Linked DNA regions of Macaca mulatta: region 2 is linked to region 1. The links are chromatin contacts, called in public Hi-C maps. All regions are on one chromosome and are shown on one strand. The core of a region is the stretch at or near the end of the contact, and the rest is flanking DNA. Distances in the headings are between cores, read along the strand shown. Region 1 holds the start of KLF13 (KLF transcription factor 13). Region 2 overlaps LOC144329827 (a long non-coding RNA gene).

Region 1 (7,152 bases), core at 1,954-4,453:
AGAACACTTTTCTTCCCCTGAATGTTTCTGTATATATGTTCTCCCTTCACAGGTTGTATGTCTTTTAAAATTTAATGACATTATTGATGGTTTTGTTGATGTTTACTTCCTTCTGCATGGACTGTTTCTTCCAACTTGTTTTAAAACTGTATCCTAACTTTGTATTTCATGACACAGGGTTTCCTGGGATGCCGGTCAGCTCTGGCTGCCTGCTTGTATTTTGCCCGGGAGGGACTGAGAGACTGACAAGAACTTCTGTGCACATGAGTGGCGGTGTTAACTGTGGCCTTCCCTATAGGGTAGTTGGGCAGCCACAAATGTCAGAATGTCTGGGTGTTTCCCCTTGGCATGGTTGGCTCCCCCAGGAAAGACCCTTCTAGTCTCCTGGCTGCTTGCATTCTGAAATCCCAGAAGGGGGCTTGTGGGTCTCAGCATCCAGTATCCATGTGTGCATTTAATCGCCTGATCCTATTACCGTACCTCTGTCCTTAATTGTGCCTGGTGTCCACCCACCCCAGACGCTGCCTTTTACTTTTTTCAGGTCATAAATATCCAGCCTTTTGTCAGAACAAGGAAGGGGCACTTATCAGGCTGCATGAAATTGGGGTGCACATATGGGCATCTGAGTGTTCCTCAAGCAGACGTTCTGCCAACCTTTCACCCCGGTTTACTCTCACATTCAAAGGGACATAGTGCCACCCATTAGTGAACCTTCTGGGGGATTCCATGGAGTATATTCTTAGCTTTCCTTCCTAGCTACTATCTCAGGGTTTCATTTTCTTGAATCTGCTAAGTATTTTAGCTTCAAAAACTGTGTTGCTGTTACTTCCTCTCTTGTTCTCCCTGTCTTTGTGGATTTCTGCCTTCTAACAAATGCTCCAGAAGGAAGTTAAAGTCAACACATACTAACCATCCACCAACTTTACCCAGAAACTCAACCACCCTTTCAGCCTTTAGTCTCTATACTCCCCAGACACAGCTGCTCTGCTTTTCTGTTGCTTCCATTTGAAATGAGGCGGCCCAGCCCTCACATATACATAGGCCATCTCTGTCAAAATTTTACTTAGCAACGAAAACATGGACTCTTAGCTAAGAGATTTTCTCTGGGGAAGAGCTGTGTCTGTGCGGAAGACGCTTCCATGTAGGTTTGGGATAAAGTCAGTGAACACCATGACAATCATCAAACGCTTGAGTGGATTTTTGAGAAACCGGCCAGGGGGCTCAGTTTTCTATCCAGAATGCCACAGAATACAGTCAAAATTCTTTGGCATCCACATTCTTGGGAAACTCTTGGAGGGGGTGCATCAGTGCCGAGGACCCTTGGCCATGCAGGGCATCCCCTCACCCAGGGCAGGCTTGTTTTGTTCATGGCTGTAGTAGCCCAATACCTAGAATAGTGCACACTCTAGGAGGCCTACCACTGTGTATGCTGGCTGGGGTGACCCGTGGAGAGACGTGGCACCTTGAAGATTGGGGAGAATTCTGCTGGCTGGAAAGCGGCCAGGAGGGTATGGGTGGCTGATAAGCTGGTGTAGGACCACTCCTTCCTTAAGAAGTGACTGACTGTGACATGTGGTGGGAATGGAGGAACATTCCGAATCATTAGTTGGTCAGGACACACGTCTCTTAAATGTCATCAACACAATCTGCCTAGAAGAAACATGATTACTTTCTGCCAAGCACAGACCCTCCTAGAGGGACCAGACCCAGCCCAGCACCTTTATAGTCAGCCCAGAGGGGAGCAACTCAATCAGCGAGACGGCATTTTTGGGTTTTAGTTACACATACTGAGGGTGCTCAAACATCCATGCAATTTGCTGTTCACCATAACACGCAACCCGGAATGGCTGTTTCGGTCCCCCGTCGGTTACCTGAAAAGCGGTCTTACTGGGCCCCAACCCCAAATCAATTTGGTGAGAACCTGAACTCCGCTATTAACCTTAATTCTGAGAGAAGAATGACACCCCCCTCCCACTGCTGGGGTCCACTGAGGGTGAGTGCCCGGGCTCCTTCATTCTCCAGGCTCCTCTCAGAACACAGCGAGGGTGGCGGACTCCTTCCAATGTCCATTAAGCACAATGCACCGGGGAGAGGCAGTAGGCGGTTTGCTGAGCCCGGTTCCGAGGCGGTGGGAAGTTATTCACCGGCGTCTCCGAGGTCAGCCCAGGCCTGGAGAATGGCTGGGGCCGCGGGCTGGAGTAGGGGTTACCGGTGAGAGTCAAGGGCAAGTTGGCCAGGCCCGGGCCGGGAGGCGCGGGCAGGACGCAGCCGAGCATTTCCTCCGGGAGGCCCAGACAGCGGGCGGGTGGGGCGCGGTGGGCGGGGTCCTCGCAGTTGGTGGCTTTTGAAGCCCCCCCGACCGCGGTGGGAGAGGGGCAGCCTAGAAGAGTTGGCAGCGGGCCTGAGGCGGGAGGGGGAGGAAGGGGCCCCGCGTTCCCTCAGCAGCGGCGCCGGCCGCCCTGGCACGTAGTTCGCTTCTGGAGGCACAGGCCGCGGTGGGCGCGCCACCCGGGCTGCCAGGCTCACCGCCAGCCGAGGCCAGACCTGTTCGGGCTGACCCGAGCTCAAGGGTAGCGCGGCCGCACACCGGACCCCGGCCGCCAGGAACGAGCCCGAGGAGTCTGTCCCTCCCGCAGGAACTGCCCCGCCCGGACTCCCGGAGCTCTGCAGGGCAAGGGCGTGGAGCGGGCGAGCGGCCTGAGGCTCTAGGCGCGGCCACCCGGCAAACTGGCGGCTGAGGGCGCGGCGCGAGTGCTTTCCGCCCCCAGGCAGCCCCGCGCCCGGCCGAGCAGACACGCCTCCCGGCCGGCGCCCATCGCGGGAGGAACAAATGGCGCCCTCCAGAAAGCACTCCGCTCCACGCCGGGGGCGAAGGCTGGCCACCACACAAAAGCTCCGGCAGGGAAGTGCCCGCTGTGTCCCCACTGCGGGGGGTACGGGCAGCAGCTCCGCGCCGCGACTACCAGGCCCACCACCCCCGGACGTCATGCGTCAGCGCGCCCCGCTCCAGTTTCCGCCCCTCCTCCTACCGGCCCAGGGGACACGCCCACTGGCGCGCGCAGGCCCCGGGACCGGGCACGCCCCTCTAACGGCCCGGATTGGCCTGGCCGTGCACTCACGGACGAATGGCGTCCGTCCTGGCAATCGGCCACGCCCCCTTCCCCAGGCGCGGGCACGCGACCCCTCCGTTCCTCCGGTGCGCGCTCTGGGCTCCCCGCCCCCTCCGCGCGCGCAGCTCCCCGCGGCCGCCGCCGCCTGTAACCTGCGCCGCCAGGATGTGGCTGGGGGCTGACGTCGGGTCCAGATGTGGCCCCGGCCCCGCCCACCCCCGGGGCCGGGCCGCCCACACCGAGCCGCGGCGCGCTCGGCAGCTGTCCCGCCTGCCACAATGCGCGGCGAAACTGCGGCCGCGACTTGGCGTGGTGGTCCCTAACGTCGCCGCTCGGCATCCTTAGAAGCGGCCGCCCCTGACGCCGCGCGGGGACCCCAGTCGTCCGCGCCCCCCATGCGCTCGCTCTTCGGTGCCCGGCCGGGCCGGCGCCTCGCAGACGCGGAGCCGCGCGGGTGACGGCAGAGGCGGCTGCGCGCCCAGCCCAGCCCAGCCCGAGGAGAGGGCGCGCCGCGCCCCCGCCCCCCGCCCGCTCTCCCGAGGCCGTGGGTGCGGATGCGCGGCTGACGCCTCGCAGCAAGAGCACCGCCGCCGGCCCCAGCCCGCAGCATGGCAGCCGCCGCCTATGTGGACCACTTCGCCGCCGAGTGCCTCGTGTCCATGTCGAGCCGCGCGGTCGTGCACGGGCCGCGTGAGGGGCCGGAGTCCCGGCCCGAGGGCGCGGCCGCGGCCGCCACCCCCACGCTGCCCCGCGTCGAGGAGCGCCGCGACGGTAAGGACAGCGCCTCGCTCTTCGTGGTGGCGCGGATCCTAGCGGACCTCAACCAGCAAGCACCGGCGCCCGTCCCGGCGGAGCGCAGGGAGGGCGCCGCGGCCCGGAAGGCGAGGACCCCCTGCCGCCTGCCGCCGCCCGCCCCCGAGCCCGCCTCCCCCGGCGGCGAAGGCGCGGCGGCCGCGCCCCCCAGCCCGGCGTGGAGCGAGCCGGAGCCCGAGGCGGGGCTGGAACCCGAGCGGGAGCCGGGACCCGCGGGGAGCGGCGAGCCCGGCCTCAGACAAAGGGGCCGGCGGGGCCGAAGTCGCGCCGACCTCGAGTCCCCGCAGAGGAAGCACAAGTGCCACTACGCGGGCTGCGAGAAAGTTTACGGGAAATCCTCGCACCTCAAGGCGCACCTGAGAACTCACACAGGTCAGTGGGGCGGCGCGGGCGCCCGGATTGCTCGGTCGGGGTCAGTGCGAGCTGCCCGACCACGCCCCCGGAGCCGCCGGCGGGGCGCGAGGTAGGGGCCGGGCGGGCCGGGACGCCCGGGGCTTCGCCCCTTCCCCCGCCGCTCCAACCCGCTGCTGGCCCCGCGCGCCGTGCGAGGCGGGTCCTGGCTCTTGGAGCCGGCGCCCGCCAGGCGACCGCGCCCCCGCCGGGCACGCCCCCTCCCCGGGCGCGCTCGGGTGGGGCCGCGGGGGCGGATGTAGTCATCTGGGTCGGGGGCGGGGACCCCGCCCGGCCGGGGGGCGGTGTGGGCAGGTGCGGACAGCCTGGGTGTGGACCGCAGGCGGCACTCGTGACGGTGGGGCGCCCGGTAGCGGGGGCAGGGGACGCTCTCCGGGGTCCCTCCTAGTCTCCTCCCCCGCCGCCCGGGCGCGCGCTCAGGAGGGGAGGGGCCGGCCCTGGCGCGCGGCGGGCGAAGTTCACGTAGGGACAAGGCTTCCTTCGCCACTCGGCATATTCTCCGCTCTCTTCTTCCTGTAATTTTTCCAGCGCTCTAAGGTTTAATTTGTCGTAACCAGAGTCAGCGGCGGCGCTGGGCGATGCGGGGGGCGGTCCCGGCTCCCGCTCCCCGCCTGCGGCTCTTTGTGGGAACCCCCGCCCAGTCGGCCGGCGGGGGCGCGCCCGGCCCTAGGGCTCTTCGGCCTCGCAGCTCTCTCCGGAAACGAATGCCCTGGCTGCTGCCTGTCCTCCGTGCTGACCTCTCGCCTGCCCACCTCTCACCTGCCCTGGGCCGGTGCGCGGCGGGCGGCACCTGCGCCAGGGCGGGCGCTGAGCCTCCAGCCTGGGGATCACCGCCCGCCCCCGCCAGCCCAGCGGCAGCAGTTCCCACGCGCGGCCCGATACTTTGTAGTTGATTCATCTGTGGCGGTTCCCTCCCCCGCTTTTTGTTTCGTTTTTAACACAAAGATGAAAACGTGTTAATGGACGGCAATCCTCCCTCATTTTTGTGTGAAAATTTATATGCTTCCCCTGAGCTCACGTGAGTTCTTCTGTGACACTCACCTCTTCGGGGGGCAGGCTCAAAACCCATGTACTGAATATTGTTGCCTTGTGACCAAGGGTGGTAGTGTCTCATTTGTAAAATAGTTCACGTAGTGATTAAAAGGCATTAAAAGAACCTGCAGCCTTGGAGGCCGTAGAGCTGAAGGCCCCCTTTTTTCCGGTACATTTGGAACTGAAAGGGCCCGAGGTCTGCAGGTGAGGCATTCGAATTTCGGACTAACTTTCACTCCGGAGGCTGTTGTGGCCGCCCCAAACCGCGTGGCAAGTGATGGGCTAGAGAGAGAGAGCAGGGCCATTTCTAGGCATTCGGGGTCAGTTAAGGGTATGGGGGCTCAGGTTGGGGGTGGGGATCAGTATGGACTCAGAGTTCAGCTCGGGACGCGGCTGCAGGGTGGGTGTGGCCCTGGGGGAGGGGCCAGGCAGGGCTAGGCTGGGCTCGGCTCCAGGTGGACCCTGAGTATCGGGTCGGGGCAGCGCTTGGGGCGTGGCTGGGGTTGAGATCCGCTTTGGGGGAAGATGCGCGTGTTGAGCGGGATACTTAATGTTTGGGAAATTTTTCTACAGCCCCTGTCAGGGTGGTCTGCCACTCGGCAGCACTGGTAGCTGGGAATTGAGGAGGGGGGTGGCCGAGGGGAGGGGCTCGCCGTGGTGGGCGGGGCCGGCTCGTCAGGGCCTCGGCCCTGGGATGTCTTCCTGGTGGGTTCACCTCCGGCTTCAGGCTCTGGCCCCGCGCGAGCCCCTTGACTAGAATATTGGTGCAGGGGCTCTGGAGACTCGGGCCTCCCGCCGTAGGTGGGGCCAGTTTCCTCGGAGCGCCTGGAAACCGAAGGCAGGCAAAAGAGAATAGAACCAACCCTTTGAGCGTTTGCAGTGTGCTAGTGTCCATTCTTGAAGCAGAGAAACTGTTCCACCCTTCGGGTGTGCAGACATCAGAAGTGCTACCTCCAGGGTGGAAACCGGCCTCCATGTCGGGAGTGCACAGGGCTCCGGCAGCGGGGTGGCGGGGAGTTGGGAAGAATGCAGACTTTCAGGCCCCTGATGCCGACCCGTTCTAGCCTGCAGCTGGGAATGCATGTTACCGGTACCCCAGGTGACCCATTATGAGGGTTGCACTGCCCAGAAACCTGCCTCTGGAGGGAGTGTGGTTCAGCATCTGGCGGAGGGCACCCCTGGGAAGCCCATTTCCAGTTCCTGCCCAGATGGGCAGAGCGTAAGTAACTGGTGTTCCTCCAAGGAGAAGAGGAGCGTCTTGCAGAAGGAAGAAACCCAGGCAGCCCTCAGGGATGACTGAGAAGGCAGGCCACGAGGGGATAGCTTTGCTGCAGCCATGGGCTCTGAGGTGTCTGTGGTTTGTGGGCCTCTAGCAGCATTGTGGGGTCTCTGCAGTCAGTGACGGAGGTCATGCCGAACCCTGTGCTCCATTAGGTGTGGGAAGGTGCCCCCGCCGCTTCCTGCATCTCCAGGATCCACAGTAATTTCATGGCAGAGGGTGAATATCAAAACCAGGAAGGTAGCCAGCTGCTCTGTGCTTTTCCTCTGTGACCAGGGACCGGTTCCCAGATCTCCCTGCAAGTTGGTGATGTCTGCCCTGACCACCTGCAAAGTCTTCAGGGAAATGAGGTCAAGTATGTGAAGACCCTTTGGGAAATGCAAGGGTCAGCCTTGACTCTGGAGGCACTTGTGGTCCCTTGGCCGCGGCTCTGCTCTGATTTTCCACCCCCACTCTCTGAACAGTTGCATGCTGAGAGCTTTCTGTCCTGGTTAGCTGTGTAGCAGT
Region 2 (7,152 bases), core at 2,109-4,608, 100 kb before region 1:
ATTAGCTAGGCGTGGTGGTGCATTCCTGTAATCCCAGCTACTTGGGAGGCTGAAGCAGGAGGATTGCTTGAACTGGGAGGCAGAGGTTGCAGTGAGCCGAGATTATGCCACTGCACTGCAGCCTGGTTGAGACTCTGTCTCAATAAATAAATAAATTAAATTAAACACATAAAATTAAAATACATAAAATTAAAACAACAACAAAAAAGAAAATCCAGGTATCTATTAAGCCAGACATTGGGGAGTTTTTGTTTGTTTTTGTTTTGTTTTTTTTGAGACAGAGTTTCACTCTTGTTGACCAGGCTGCAATGCAGTGACACCATCTCAGCTCACTGCAGCCTCTGCCTCCCAGGTTCAAGCGATTCTCCTGTCTCAACCTCCTGAGTAGCTGGGACTACAGGTGCGCACCACCATGCCTGGCTAATTTTTTGTATTTTTGGTAGAGATGGGGTTTCCCCATGTTGGTCAGGCTGGTCTCAAACTCCTGACTTCAGGTGATTCACCCACCTCGGCCTCTCAAAGTGCTGGGATTACAGGCGTGAGCCACCACGCCTGGCCCATTGGGGAGATTTTAAAAAATATAAAATGGGCCAGGCGTGGTGGCTCACACCTGTTAACCCAGTACTTTGGGAGGCCAAGGTGGGCGGATCATTTGAGGTCAGGAGTTTAAGACCAGCCTATCCAACATGGTGAAACCCCATCTCTACTAAAAATACAAAATTAGCCAGACATGGTGGGACATGTCTGTAATCCCAGCTACTTAGGAGGCTGAGGCAGGAGAATCGCTTGAACCCAGGATGCAGAGGTTGCAGTGAGCCGAGATCACACCACTGCACTCCAGCCTGGGTGACAGAGCGAAACTCTGTCTAAAAAAAATATATATATATATATGTGTGTGTGTGTGTGTGTGTGTGTATACACACACATATGTATAATGATGTCACTCTTCTTACTAAATAAACTATTTTTAGAAAAAATGTAGCTATTTGCTTTTTGTTTTGTTTTGTTTTTTTGAGATGCAGTCTTACTCTGTCACCCAGGCTGGAGTGCAGTGGCACAATCTCAGCTCACTGCAACCTCTGCCTCCCAGGTTCAAGCGATTCTCCTGCCTCAGCCTTCCGAGTAGCTGGGATTACAGGCGGGCGCCACCACACCCAGCTAATTTTTGTATTTTTGGTAGAGATGGGTTTCACCATGTTGGCCAGGCTGGTCTCCAACTCTTGACCTCAAGTGATCTGCCCACCTCGGCATCCCGAAGTGCTGGCATTACAGGCGTGAGCCACCGCACACAGCCTGTATAAGTGTTATTTATGTTAACATGCCATTATTAATATTTTAAAATAAATGAATATTGAAAATTTTTTCCACTTGAACTACCGTAAATATCAATAGATACAACTCATGTGAATGAAAGCCCGCTGAGACCCTCAGCCATTTCTGAGGGTGAAGGGTTCCTGAGTGCAGTGTGTTTGCGATCTGTCGGTCTCAACCAATCATTCTTGCCGTGCGGAGTAGTTCTTGCACACAACTAAACCGCCACTGTCTGACAGCCCTGGCACCACTGGGCACTTGTGGTCATGGGGACAGGCTGGGAGGTTGCAAAGGCAGAGTGCCTTCCTGGGCCTCTGATCTGGGCCACTCTCCCTGTCAGTGTGGCTGACGGTGCCTGGCAGTCACCTGGGCAGGCCCCTGCTTCTCTCTTTGGGCCAGCGTTGGCTCTGGAGGCTCCCGGTGTGTCTTTGTCTTCAGCCTGAATGCTGCACTCAGACTTGACCCTGGGGCAGGCAGGACACTGCCTCAGCCACCTGGGCAGCCCTTTGTGTGATTACCCCATCCAAGCTCCATGAGTCATTCCTTCTCCACTGCCCCCACCCTACCCCATTTCCAGACTTGAGGGTTTTTAAGATGGTCTCCCACCTGCATGCCATTGGCTCTAATGCGTTTCACCACGAATCTGATCTCTTCTGCTTTATATCTTCCAGAAATTCGCCAATGTTCTGGTCTGTTGGTGGCATTTTTCCTGGTTTTCAAGGGCTTCTAAGTGTTTTTATATTTATCTTACTACATCAGATGGCGGGGGAGATGGGTAGGAGAGGTGCAGTTGAACCTTGAACAATGTGATGGTTGGAGAGCCAAGCTCTCACGCAGTCAGAAACCCTTGTGTAACTTCAGGCTCCCTCCAAACTTAACTAATAAATAGCCTACTGTTAACTGGAAGCCTTACTGGTAACATTAAAAAATCAGTTCACACATACTTTGTATATGTATTTATACTGTATTCTTACAATAAACTAAGCTAGGGAAAATAAAATGTCATTAACATCATAAGAGAAAGTATTTACTAAGTGGAAGTGCATTATCATAAAAGTCTTCATCCTAGTTATCTTCACGTTGAGTGGCTGAGGAGGAGGGGCTGGTCTTGATGCCTCAGGGTGGCGGTGAGGAAGATGTGGAGGAGGTGGGAAGGGAGGCAGGAGAGGCAGGGATACTCTGCCTGTATAACTGATTGAAAAACCTCCCTGTGGGTGGACCCGCACAGTTTGAACCTGCGTTGTTTAAGGGTCCGCTGTGCTTGAAAGTGTTAGTCAGCAGTCCTGAACGAAATGTAAACAATGGTTGAATGAAGGAGCAAGGAAGCCTTAAGGGTGGGGAGGGGCGGGTGTCGGCAAGGACCTTCCTCCAAGACAGGGTTGTTGCCAGGGGCAAATGGTGACTGATGATCCACAAGAAGGCGTACCTGTGTGACAGCACCTGTAAGCCAGGTGGGATCAGGGTGCGGCCTGTCGTCTGCTGTCGTCAGGAGGTCAGCAATGGATGGAAGTCCTAGGGGGACAACACGCACAGCTTAGCAGCAGGTGCCTCTCCCTTTGGGCCTAATTTAGCCGATGGGAGTTTAATTTAGCCACGGGGGCGTAATTGCTAGAAGAAAAGGGAAGAAAAAACCTGATGCCCTCACCGCCTTCCAACCTTCCAATCCTGACTCTTCAGGAAAACCCTGGCTCTCAGACGTCTCCAGAGGCCTGGCCAAGAGTGAGAAGGTGCGGGCTGGCGTGGGGGCGGGGGAGGGGACGGGGCGGTGGCAGGATGCTCCCCAGAGGCGGAGAGGGGCGCAGGGAGGGTGCTGCAGGCGGCCTGGGAGTTTGGGGGCGCCGCCCTTCCTCCTGCCTTGGGCACGACCGGTGGATACCGTCGAGTGTGTTGTGGTCCCCTTCTTAGGAAAAGCACAGAGAGCCCTTTAAAGATGTGGACCGGACAGCAGCAGGGGGCCCAGGGTGACCACGGTGCAAATCAGGGAAAGGAAACGTGGGTCGCCACACATTTGATTTAAAAGAAAATAACTTCCCTCCTGAAGCAGAGGCTGGGCTGGGTGCCCTGGCACAGGCACAAAACCAGAGCGAACCCTTGCCGCTGCTCTGGAACGTCGGCCACACCCTCCGGATATGGGAAAGGCTTTCTTCTCTATTTCAAATGACCCTGTTTCGCCTTTTTTAGATGCAAATGTTTATTTGGTCTGACTTTGAAATACCTCGGTGCAGCTGAAATAATTGAAGGCAGCCCCGTAAGCAGCAGCACTTCCCGACCTTCTCACAGGCAGACCCTCTGCTGGAGCCGCCAAGCGCCCTCGCGAGATACCTGAGGGGCGGCCCAGCCCCTCCCTCCCTGGGCCGAGCTGGCCGTGCCGCAGCTGGTCACCCGCACGAGGACCTCGGGGTTGCCCTGCAGACTGGCATTTCCGCAGGGAAGTGATGGCAGCTGCCGTGGAGCCAGCATTTGTCGGGGACCTGGCACCCAGGCCACCGGCTCTGGGAGAGGGCTGCGGGGCTCACCTTTCAGGGATTAGCTTGTGCAACTTGACTTGTTCCCCCAAATCCTACAAGTACAGAGGATGTGCAGAAATCTGAGAGAGAAACAACCTCCGCAGCTCGTTGTTGTGGGGATTAAATTAGTAAGATGCCTAGAAAATACGATTCAGGAGTGTGGGTGCGTGTGACTTGGTGGTGGGTGGGCTCCACTCACCACCCTCCCTCTGCACCTGTCCGAGGCATTTGAACCAGAGCAACTCCATTTTGAACAGGGGCCGGTAAAATAAGGCTAAGACCTACTGGGCTGCATTCCCAGACGGTTAAGGCATTCTAAGTCACAGGATGAGATATGAGGTCGGCACAAGATACAGGTCATAAAGACCACGCTGATAAAACAGGTTGCTGTAGAGAAGCTGGCTAAAACCCAAAATGGCAACAAGATGTGTCCTTTGGTCGTCCTGACTGCTACACTCCCACCACCACCATGACAGTTTACAAATGCCATGGCAACATCAGGAAGTTACCCTATATGGTCTGAAAAGGGGAGGCATGAATAATCCACCTCTTGTTTAGTATATATTCAAGAAATAACCATTAAAATGGGCAAACCGCAGCCCTTGGGGCTGCTCTGTCTATGGAGTAGCCGGTCTTTTACCCCTTTAATTTCCTAATAAACTTACTTTCACTTTATTCTGTGGAAACGCCCTGAATTCTTTCTTGCCCAAGATCCAAGAACCATCCCTTGGGATCTGGATTGGGACCCCTCTCCTGTAACACACCCACCCAAGAAGTTCTTGCTCATCTGAGGGTTCACAGAGTCAGTGACTGCTGTAGTGTCACCCCCTTTTATAGATGACAAAACAGCATCAGAGTTTGTTGTTGTTGTTTGAGATGGAGTCTCACTCTTTCTCCCAGGCTGGAGTGCAGTGGGGTGATCTTGGTTCACCTTCCAGTTTCAAGGGAGTCTCCTGCCTCCCAGAGTAGCGGGGATTACAGGTGCCCACCAAGCCCAGCTAATTTTTGTATTTTTGGTAGAGATGGGATTTCACGAAGTTGGCCAGGCTGGTCTCGAACTCCTGACCTCGTGATCCGTGGGCCTCTGCCTCCCAAACTGCTGGGATTACAGGCGTGAGCATCAGAGTTTTTAAGTCAGAACTGGAGCCTGAGCACGACAGGTGCCAGAACCCGGCCGTTCCCCGAGGGGCTGGCCTGCCGCACAAGGTCCGCCAGCTCTGGCTCTTTGGGTGTGAGGTGTGGGTGGTTGCGTCCTTGCGCCTGCGCTGTGCCTGGCCGACGGGTGTGCAGGGGGTCCTCTATTTCGCTCGGTTTTGCCTGGGACTGTGTGCCTTGTGTGCTGCATCGTGGTCTCAGCAGTGGATCTCGGTAGGCACCGCTAGACTCGGTCCTCAGTGGCCCGCTGTGCCCTGCGGGGGACCCTTTTGCACGTACCGTTCCCCCTGGCAGTTGCCTTCCCTCCCCAGGTCCTGGATGGCTCCCACTGCTGGCCAGGGCTCAGGCCGGATTCTCTACTAGACTCAGCGAGGCCCCTGCAATGTGCCACGATGCAGGCCCTCCCAAGTGCGCCCATTGTCCCATCCTGGGCCACGGCAGCTCCTGACACAAAGCAGCATCTCATATATGAACGGTGGTGGTGTCCCCGGGGGAGATGGAGAAAGAGGGGCTGGCAAAAACCAGGCGGCACAAACCTACAGCGGCCTTGCCTTCACTTCACACAGTGCGGTGGGCCTTTCCTCCACCAGCGTGAGCAGTTGGAAGCCGGCCTGAGCCCAGTTCCCAGCTGAGAACATTGTGCTTGTAATAGGAGCGAGCGGTGTGTTTTGAGTTGGTTCCTTGGGGTGGGTTCGTGGTCTGGCTGATTTCAAGAATGGAACCCTGGGCCTTCCGGGTGTTATAGCTCTCAAAGATGGCAAGGACCCAAAGGGTGAGCAGCAGCAAGAGTTATTGTGAAGAGCAAAAGAACAAAGCTTCCACAGCATCCAAGAAGACCCGAGCAGGTTGCTGCTGCTGGCTTGGGGGAGGGGGGAGGCCAGCTTTTATTCCCTTATTTGTCCCCTCCCATGTCCTGTTCCTGTACTATCAGAATGCCCTTTTCTCAATCCTAGCTGGGATTGGTTAGTTTTAGAATTATGCTGATTGGTCCATTTTACAGAGCGCCGATAGGTCCATTTTACAGAGCACTGATTGGTTCGTTTTACAATCCTCTTGTAAGACACAAAAGTTCTCCAACTCCCCATTGGACCCAGGAAGTCCCATTGGCTTCACCTCTCAGTGGGACTGTGTTTAGGGGACAATTCCACCCAGACACAGTGACCTGACCGTGGGGTGCAAAGCTGGGGCCCAGACAGCCTTCCAGACAGCCTTTTACTATATTGGGGATGTGGCTTTATGGAGTCATGCTGGCCACTCCCTCCAGAAGAAGCCTGATGGATCAAAGATGGAAACCAAAAAAATACCGGAAGAAAATGATTAAAACAAAAAAAAAACAACTGTTGGCCAGGAGCGGTGACTCAAGCCTGTAATCCCAGCACTTTGGGAGGCCAAGGCGGTCAGATCATTTGAGGTCAGAAGTTTGAGATCAGCCCAGCTAACATGATGAAATTCCTACTGTGCTAAAAATGCAAAAGTCAGCTGGGCATGGTGGCGTGCTTGCAGTCCCAGCTACTCAGGAGGCTGAGGCAGGAGGATTGCTTGAACCCAGGAAGTAGAGGCTGCAGTGAGCCAAGATTGTGCCACTGCAGTCCAGCCTGGGTGACAGAACAAGACTCTGTCTCAAACACACATACACACACACACCTGTAATCTTGGAGAGGGTTGAACTCTTTAATGATCTTGCAAAACCCTGTGGCCATAGCAACATAATTGATTTATTCTACCAGATAAGAAAAAAATATATCTGCATGGCAGAAAACATCCTGCTTAAAGTTAAAAAAAAAAAAGATAAATAGAAAAAAAATATGGCACATTCCTAAGATGGAATTTACCCTGCAGTCATGAAAAAGAATAAGGTATACTTAAGTGTATGTGAAAACAGAATCTTATGCATAATAATATATGTAACTTATGGCACAGGCAAAGGGCCACTATAAATCAAAGAAAGAAATCCAACAACTGAATTGAAAAATGGGCAACGAGAATAAAAGAAAAATGCCTCTAAACATTTTAAAATATGCTGAGTGTCATCACAATAAGAGAAACGCAAACTGAAATATCAATGAGATCCTACTTTCCACTATCCGATCAGCAAGTTCCAAACTTTGACAATGGCCTTTCGAGTGAGCTGACGGGACATGCTCCATGGGGGAATGTAGTCACATTTAGCAGAACTGCA

The links. A called contact is a pair of places that touch in the nucleus more often than the background predicts.
Region 2: a Hi-C map of CD4 T cells shows a contact between it and region 1, with 4 times the contacts expected there. The contact joins the enhancer-like site here to the promoter of KLF13 in region 1. A contact is called at or near these places in 6 of 14 Hi-C or Micro-C datasets (CD4 T cells, blood, cortical neurons and 3 more).

The regions. Positions count from the first base shown.
Region 1 is chr7:7,845,307-7,852,458 of T2T-MMU8v2.0, reverse strand. It overlaps KLF13 (KLF transcription factor 13), which reads left to right and starts at 3,203. Exons shown (of 2, transcript XM_028850658.2): 1 at 3,203-4,295. The coding sequence starts at 3,719.
Region 2 is chr7:7,949,972-7,957,123 of T2T-MMU8v2.0, reverse strand. It overlaps LOC144329827 (a long non-coding RNA gene), which reads right to left. Exons shown (of 4, transcript XR_013395475.1): 3 at 2,738-2,823; 4 at 2,245-2,594. Among named protein-coding and RNA genes, the nearest start is that of KLF13, 100 kb to the right of the region's middle. Within about 2 kb of position 3,358, at least 6 of the 40 cell types and tissues checked have an H3K27ac peak or open chromatin away from gene starts, as enhancers often do. A contact at or near this core is called in CD4 T cells, where this site is marked.